Linked DNA regions of Mus musculus: region 2 is linked to region 1. The links are chromatin contacts, called in public promoter capture Hi-C maps. All regions are on one chromosome and are shown on one strand. The core of a region is the stretch at or near the end of the contact, and the rest is flanking DNA. Distances in the headings are between cores, read along the strand shown. Region 1 overlaps Sgms1 (sphingomyelin synthase 1). Region 2 overlaps Sgms1 (sphingomyelin synthase 1).

What was found. Capture Hi-C pulls out chosen DNA fragments and counts their contacts.
Region 2: a contact with region 1 is called in a promoter capture Hi-C map of adipose tissue. A contact is called at or near these places in 2 of 484 Hi-C or Micro-C datasets (the G1E-ER4 cell line and liver), 3 of 130 datasets of targeted methods (CD8 T cells, cardiomyocytes and embryonic fibroblasts) and 3 of 9 other capture datasets (adipose tissue, liver and pancreatic islet).

Annotation. Positions count from the first base shown.
Region 1 is chr19:32,271,077-32,275,688 of GRCm38.p6, forward strand. The region is part of intron 3 of Sgms1 (sphingomyelin synthase 1); the gene reads right to left. Among named protein-coding and RNA genes, the nearest start is that of Sgms1, 120 kb to the right of the region's middle.
Region 2 is chr19:32,370,542-32,375,153 of GRCm38.p6, forward strand. The region is part of intron 1 of Sgms1 (sphingomyelin synthase 1); the gene reads right to left. Among named protein-coding and RNA genes, the nearest start is that of Sgms1, 16 kb to the right of the region's middle.

The sequences.
Region 1 (4,612 bases), core at 800-3,299:
GGAAGGAGAACTGACCGCCAAAGGTTGTCCTTTGACCTCTACATGCACACAGTAGCACATATGTACACAAACGTATATACATGAACATACACATGTACATGTACACGCATACATACATAAATGTGCACAAACTATAATGCTGAATTAAAATGTATGTTTTTATAGAAATGAAAAATACAGTAACGTGGCAAGATACATGGTATCATTAAAATTTTGGGGGGCTTAGGATTACTTGCTAGATAATTATATATAATAACATACACAATTATAGTTTTGAATACAGGTATTTAACAAAATTGGCTGTCTTGTTTCACAGTCCATTTGTGTTGTGTTTTGTTATGTATATGGACTGGGTGGAGAGAGAAAGGGTTGGAGTTTTTCCACCTGTTTGAGCAGAAGGCTTCCTTTGTGGGTGGTAACTGAACCTCCCCTCCACATGATACTGGCAATTTGGAAATGTCTGGAGTAGGCATTGCTTCCTCATTACATCAACATATCATTGGCCAAGCCCTCATCGCGTCTTTAGAATGCCCTCCTCCCACGAGGCTGCTCACTAGACATAAACAGTCTGTAGATACGGCAAATCAAAAACACTTAACCTGCATAAGCTTACAGTCAGTAAACCAATGACATGAGCAGCTACCTCCAGTCTCTCCTGCAATGGAAAGATCCACAAATGAGAAAAGACATTGCAAAACAGAACAGCAAGAGAAGTAAAGGAAGCTACAGGCCTGGGCTCATTCCACTGCTAAGCGCTTAAAGGCTGAGAGCGGGATAGACGCAAGGAGTGCCTGGTGATTTCCATCTACCCACAAGGCAAAAGAAACCAAGAGCAAGCTGACTGCATTCTCTCCAAGCTATGATGAGTAGCCATGTCCCTCGTCAACTGCTCATCCCTGCCATGATATTTTTAAAATTCTCTGTACAACTGTGTGGATCAGCGTTTTTCACTAAGAATGCCATGGGGCTAGGGCAAAACCACTTTCTCTTTCAGTCTTCAGATGCTACTGTCAAGGGTGCCTCACAGGCTTTTTCTAAGGGGCGCCACAGAATACACAAACTCCTCTGTTATATCAATCGCCACAAACCTGGATAAACTTGTTCACAGGTCAGAAAATGAACCTGACACTGAAATAAGATTCTCAGCACTCATCAAGCTGCCTTATGGCATGAGGAGAATGAGAACAGAAAGGCAAGGTTAACCCACGTCCGAATCTCAAGTCAAGTTCTATTCATGTAAAACCACGACCTTAGGGAGGGAGGGGGACAGAAGCATCAAGATCAATCACTTTAAATCCTCACAGAATAAGGTGGAGGCAAAAAAATCGCCCCATCTCCGCAGGAATGCAGAGTACTCCCTTGCTAAGATGAGAACCCCAAGCTGGGAACCCCATTTGCAATGTCTCCCAAAACCCCAGTCCTGTGAGTAAAATGTGACAAACCCACCTTTCTTTGTCACTAACAAGGAAGTAACTGGGCTAGAGAGAAAAATTTGCAGGCTTGTGTGAAAAACAGCCAAACGCTGTTTTTCCAGAAGAGCTGGCTCAGAGTGCACTAATCTCTGTGCCCTGGGTTAAGATGCAGCATCTGGCTCCCAGGTCTCCACTGAAAAAAGTAGAGCTTGCAGCCTGCTCTCCACTGATAACGGTGAGAGCACGCCATGGCACTTCCTGTTCCCATCCCACCCACATCTGGAGGGAACACTCAGAACTGTGCACAGGCTCATCATGTTGATACATATGTTGAGGCTGAGCAGGTTATTAGGATATTTCACCAAGAGAGAGAAAGAATGCCAGGCTAGCCAAGTTGCACACATGATACCATTCTTCTTTGTAGCTAGAACCTGGAGTGTGAGAATATGTTACACATGTTGAGAAAAAGAGTCTTTGCCAAGAGTCTGACCAGAGGCCATGTTTCCTCTGGTCAAGACTGGAACACACAGTACCAAATATGGACGCACACCAAAAATTCATGCAAAATATCTGAAACCAGGGTGTGTAATAGGGCTCTGCCGGGCCTCTCCCATGGGGATCTGATGAAGCAAGTCTGGGTATCTGGGTGGTGCCTGAGAATCTTTGCTTTTAACAAGCACCTGAGGAACGGTATAAGCTCAGGCAAGTCTGGGGAACACTAGTAGACAATCATGCTCAGGCTACAGCCCTTAATAAGAGCACCAATTATGTACATTATAATAAATGCAAACAATAGCAAATAATGGTCTTCTTATACAATACTACTGTTGTGACAAGAGTCACTTTAAAGAAAGGTTGGTAAGTTGTGCAACAGTTAACAGCTAATACATGACAGCCACGCCATCTAAATAGACAGATGCCTAACTCCAACTGTGACCATTATACGCACAGCCTCATTGGCCAGCACAGATCCTGCCCATCTTGTAAAAAGTACCAACAGAGAAAGATTTCTGCATTAGCTTTTTAAAATCACGAACCACATACTGAGACCCATGCTGTTTCTGTGCATATTATCTTCATACATCTTTGGTCTCCAGACCTGTCCCCAGGAGGTAAAAAAGAGCAAAGCAAAAGGCCAGAGGCTCATCCCATACAAACAATTAGTTTAGCAGAACTAGGGTATGTTATAATTTAGCCCCCAAATCTGTGAAATGCAAGGCTAGATTTCTGTTTTCATTAAAAGTCTGGTTCAGTCGCTCAAAAGAAGAAGTGGAGGCTAGGTATTTATACCAATTTGTGAAGAAGAACAACAGAAAAAAAAGAGAAAGCAGGTAAATCCTGAATCCAGATGGCTCCCCTGGGATTCTTTGACTTTGCAAAGGCCGTGGCAGGAAACATCCAATGGGAACTGTGGTTCACACTTGGAACGTCCATCATCCAGGGCTGCTTAGCTTGCTCATAACTGCTAATGAATGGGAAAGGCAGCTGGAGATCAGGACAGGCAAGCAAGCCATACTCAACTGTGCACAGAGGAGCTAAGCTGGGGTGGAAGGTGAGCTGTTTGGGGGAGCTGTTCACAGTTTCAGCCCAGGGAAATCTTCCATTTACAAGTATTAAGTTTTGCTTTGTTTTGTTTTGCATTAGGTTATTTTTAAAGAAGAAAATTAATCTTTTTTACTTGTCCTTAGTTAAAATGAAAGGCTTAATCTGTCACAGGATCAGTAGCCCCAACCCTCTCAGGTTAGCTGGAAACTCATTTGAGTTTCAAAAAGAAACAAAAAGTAAAATCCTGATTCGTCCAAGCACTTGCCTAGGCCTCTATTACAGTAGGGATGGGGACAGGTGACTCATTCAATTACTTGATGAGGCCTCTGAACACAGCAGGGATGGGCAGAGCCCTGTGTCATTGACTCCTTTCTTGTAATTCTAGGTTGTCAGGCATCACTAAATGCTGCAAAGAGAGGTAGAGCGAGGGAAGGTGTCCCTACTATAGAGTCACCTGAACAATGACATCAGGGAAATGCAGAGCAGGCACACCTATGGGGGAAGACACTCTCCCCCATACATATAGTGCTGTCCACCCCAACCAAAGCACAGACCCCCAAACCTTTCCCGCCTCATCTATGGCTCTTTCGAGGGGCTGGGAATCCTTCCCCTGTCCCCTTCCCCTTCGCTGGCCTTGGGACACCCACCCTCTCCTTGTACAGATCTCTAGCAGAAGGTTATGACCCAGGGGGACTTTTCTGACCTCCTGGTCACACACCGCCCCTACAAATTCAATCTATCACACATGGTACTCTCCTAGCACAAGCCACAAGTGTAATGAAATCATTATTTCTGAAATGTAGCTGATGTCTATCCCTAGAAACTAACATCTATAGGGCAGAGGTCACTGCCGGGACTCTCTTCTTTTCTCTCTCCAGCACCTCAGAACTAGCAAAGTTCAGTATACAATGGGAAAGAAATGAAGCATGCCAGGTAGGTACTTCTGTGTGCTCTCTTAAAGGACAGCCTGGAGCTACCTTCCTTGCTGTGTTGGATACAGTACAGATTTCCTTCTACACAACAGATGTTAGGAACTCTGTGAAAGCCATGTGGAAAAGAAACATGAAGGCACAAACGAAGCAGGGTAGAGAATGTCCACTTGATGTCTCAGCTCACCTCACCCAACTGTATTCTGAAGAGGAAGACACTGAAACAAAGTGGTGACCACCTAAAATCACACAGGTCAACCACAGACCCAAGCCAGCTCAAATGAGTAAGTGCTGCCACACAGGAAGTAGTGTAAAACCCCAAAGCTCTTCAGAGGCCTGCCCATCCAGACCCTGTGATCTAGTAGCAATCGTAACTCCCCATAGTTCTAACAGCAAGTATGGGTTACTCAGCTGCCCCACTTACAGGAAAAAACCAACTAGCACAAGATGACATAGCGCATTGGTAGCTAGGGCTGATCAACAAACTCCATCGCCATGAGCTCATCCATCCTTCTGAGAGGTGAAGCCACCACTCACTGGAGGTCTCTAAAATACAAAGAACACCTAAAGTCAAGCTTTCGAAAGTTCCTACAGCGATATAAACATCCAAAAGCACTGCCTGAGCGAGTGCAAACATAACAGAAGGACTGTGTTCTTTTTCTGCCTTGCAGTTGCCACGGATCTGAGTCCTACAACAATCTTCTTGTTTCTGCATTTCCGTGCAGC
Region 2 (4,612 bases), core at 815-3,314, 99 kb after region 1:
GAGGGCAGGAAATAATCAAACTCAGGGCTGAAATCAACCAAGTGGAAACAAAAAGAACCATACAAAGAATCAACAAACCCAGGAGCTGGTTCTTTGAGAAAATCAACAAGATAGATAAACCCTTAGCCAGACTAACCAGAGAGCACAGAGACAGTATCCTAATTAACAAAATCAGAAGTGAAAAGGGAGACATAACAACAGAACACAAGGAAATCCAAAACATCAGATCCTACTACAAAAGGCTATACTCAACAAAACTGGAATACCTGGTTGAAATGTACAAATTTCTAGACAGATACCAGGTACCAAAATTAAACCAGGATCAGATTAATGATCTAAACAGTCCCATAAATGGATCCCCTAAAGAAATAGAAGCAATTTGCAAAACACAAGAAAATCAACAATAGGGAAGACCAATGGGTGGGTACTTCATTCCTCCTTAGAATAGGGAACCCATGAAAGGAGTTACAGAGACAAAGTTTGGAGCTAAGATGAAAGGATGGACTATCCAGAGAATACCCCATCCAGGAATACATCCCATAATCAGCCACCAAACCCAGACACTATTTCATATGCCAGAAAGATTTTGCTGAAGGGACCCTGTTATAGCTGTCTCCTATGAGGCTATGCCAGTGCCTGGCAAATACAGGAGTGGATGCTCACAGTCATCTATAAGATGGAACACAGGGCCCCCAATGGAGGAGCTAGAGAAAGTACCCAAGGAGCTGAAGGGGTCTGCAACCCTATAGGTGGAACAACAACGTGAACTAAACCGCCCCCACCCCAGCTCGTGTCTCTAGCTGCATATGTAGCAGAAGATGGCCTAGTCGGCCATCACTGGGAAGAGAGGCCCCTCGGTATTGCAAACTTTATATACCCCAGTACAGGGGAATGCCAGGGCCAAGAAGTGGGAGTGGGTGGGTAGGGGAGCAGGGAGGAGGGAGGGTACAGGGCACTTTTGGGATAGAATTTGAAATGTATATAAAGAAAATATCTAATAATAATAAAATAAAATGTTATATAAGAAAAAAAAGAAAAAGATAGCTTTCATGCTGTGGACAAACCAAAAGCTTAATTAAAATACTCTTCTATATAATTGTAAAACACACACACAGACAAATAGTCTCCCAACCAAAAAAAAAAAAAAGCCGAGGACCAGATGGGTTTTGTGCAGAACTCTATCAGATCTTCAAAGAAGACCTGATACCAATACTCTTCAAACTATTCCACAAAATAGAAACAGAAGGAACACTACCCAATTCATTCTATGAAGCCACAGTTACACTGCATATTCTCCCTTGGAGATGGAATGGTTTCTGTCTAATCAAGAACTTGTCACAATTTCCTTTCATAGAGAACTACTTAAGAGATTTTTTTCTACCTCCATCATGTTTAATATTCCAAATAGATTTAAAAGTGGTTGAGTGCATATTACTTTTAGCTTCAGAAGAGATCATGTATATTTAAGAGGCACTTAACTATTATAAATTAGTTTGATGACTTAAAAAATGTCAATACTGAGTTGTATATTTAAAAATAAATTTTATCAGTTTAATAAAAAACAAAGAAAGTCCAACGCACCACACTTTCTTTCCCCACAAAATAGCAACTTAATCTCGGTTTCCTGTAAGTCCACAAAAATTATCTACAAGCACAGAAAGATGGGCTACAGCCAAACCACTAGACCGCCCATGGATGGAGAGGAGGGGTGTCAGGTGCTCTAGGGTCTCCACCCAGCCTCCCTTCCTACACAGATTTGGAGAAAAATACAAGTCAAAATCAAGATGCTTGCTGTCCAAACATACCATGTAGGCTAGAGCCTCAGCCCTGCCAGAACCCATTGCCATCCTCTGCAAAAAGGCTGATGCTCTGCCCCAACACAAGCTCGAAGATGCACAAGCCGCTGCAACTCCTATCTACAGTCCCACACAGGTCTGCTGAGAGCTTAATCATCTAAGACCGGACTGAGGAAGCAAACACTATTGCCAGATTTCTCCTCTTGAGGTACTGACAGGCAAGAGCTGTCAAAGCAAAAGATAAGAAAACACCAGGCTGATTTCCAAGAAGGCTGACTGGCCTGGCTCAAAGCTGCTGCCAAGTGTGCTGGGAAAAGCAGTCCACAGACTACAGAGCTGCTTCCCACCTCAGGCAACAGCAATGCCATCAACTCAACACAGTTCAATGTGTCTGGGTGTTCTGATGCCTGGAACCAAAGTGGGTAAAGTGTCCGACCACTATGAAGCATCCATCAGGGCTGGAGAGACGGCTCAGCAGTTGAGTTGCTCTCAGCGCTGGTTGCTCTTCCAGAGGGCCTGAGTTCAATTCCCAACAACTAACTGTAACTCCAGTTCCAGAGGATCTGCCCCCCTCGCCCAGGCAGGCAGACAGAGCACCAATGCACATAAAAATAAATCAATCTTAAAAAAGAAACAGTTATCTTAGAAAGCACTTTTTAAAGGATTACTGAAAGATTGATTCAAACCAACACGTATATAGAGTCAGGGTCACATGTTCCTAACACACTCGTTCATGTTCATTTCAATGTGGCAGACAGATGTTACGAAATACTATTTAGCTTTTAAAGGGAGAAATCTGAACACATGCTACAAGATACAGTAACCCTGAAAACAGTTTGCTCAGAAAAACAAGTTAGATGTAAAAGGGAAAATACTATATAATCCATATCAAGTGCATAGGATAGTCAAATTCATGACACATAAAGCCATAGCTGCCACAGGCTGTGCAGAAGGGAGAACGGGAACTATTTAGTGAGTATGGGCTTTCAGGTGATTAAATGCTCTGTCGACAGACAATGGTGATCACTGTACAATCATATGATGTACTCAATACCCTAAATTTTATGGCTGTGTATTTTACTTCAGCTTTTGAAACTAAAAGATATTTGTATTTTTCAAAGAAAACTATTGAGAGTAATTTCAGTCACCTCACAGGGTTATTACATTTTGGAACTACATAAATATGTACTTTCTTATCGTGCTTTGATTTTGAGGCAGGGTCTGGCAGTGTAGCCTTCCATCTCATATGTGGCCAAATTTAATCTTCAGTCTCGGTCTGGGAAGCAAAGAGCAGAAAGTTCTCTCAAAATGTTAGCATCAATAAAGTGACAAAGGCCACAGCATCAGCAGGCTTGGGCACTGTGACCAAGACCCAGCACAGAGGTATGTATGGTGACTTCTGAAGACACTGTCCCATGTTAGTGGGCATTCCAGACATATCCTAGAAAAACAAAAACTTCTCCAGCCAACAACAAACATGGCTTCAGGCAGAGAGACTCTGTACATATTTGCGTGTGATGTTCAAAGATGTGGTAGTTGCTTATTAGGTGTCTTGAGTCTGGTTCAGGATAAGAAATTTCTAGCACTGTGCAGCATGTTCACTGACAATCCCAAAGAGCTTGCTCATAAGCAACGTCCGCATGCAGGAAATGTAGCTCACCGGGGACACAGGAAAGCAACATTCCCTGAGAGTTACCCCACCCTGCGAGGAGTCTGACGTCCTTCGTAGGGAAGTCACTGGAGCTCGCTGCCGGCTGTGAAAGCCGAGATGCAGATGGAGAAAGAGTCGGGAAACAGTTCTGGTTTCTTGAACTCCATTATCCCAATGCACTGCTATGGTTCAGAGCCAAGGCTGAAGGACAGGCACTGTTCTCACCTAACTGGCTGTGGGGAGCAGCGAGTGATCACAAAAAAAAAAAAAAAAAAAAAAAAAAAAAAAAAAAAAACAAACCCACAATCTCACTTCTGTGAATGAAATTATCCAGGTAAGTTCCCCTCCAGCAGAGCAGTAGGGGTGAGGGTTACTGAAACAAAATGTTTCTCAATGGGCACAAAGTCAACTTACATAACAAAACTTTGGAGGGTTTGAGACAAACTGACACTCTCAGTTTAGTTATATTGGCAAAGCTACCCAAAACAGTAGCTCAAAACCAAACAAACAAAAGCTTGGATCTTCTGCAACCCCCAGCTCAAATTCAGCCTCTGGCCAGTGTTACACGGTCATTACGCCAATCATTATCTGCTACGAAATTAAGGCACAACACTACAACGCCAAACCCTACCAGGATCTGAGCCTGAAAACCGTAAAAGCACATAAGAAGTTTTAGGGTTTTATAGACAGCACACTCCAGTGTGGCAGGACTCGGCTTTGCCTGTGCGGATCCTGTGGGCACTCCACTGTCCATAGGTAATATGCTCACTTGGTGCACATTCAATATTTATAGGAGAAAAGGAGGGGGATGTGTATAGGAAGACATAGCAGCAGCTATTCATTGCAGGCACCAACGGGGCGACTATAGTGTCTACTGTGTTCTGTAAGTGGACACGGAAAATGAAGGGGTCAAAAAAAAATGAGAAGTGGGCGAAGAAGTCAGTCACTAAGGAGCTGCTCTCGGGACCTTGGTACATACAAGCTCAATATTCACAAAGGCTTGGTGTCCGTCCTGCACTCCGAGCCTGGCTGGAAGGGAAAGAGGGCAAGAGGAGAGCACTCATCTATAATACAGGTAACACCTCAGCTACGGCAAAGTCGTCAGGACAGGCATCCAGCCACGTAAACAGAGACACCCCTGAAACAGGGCACAGACCATAGGAAC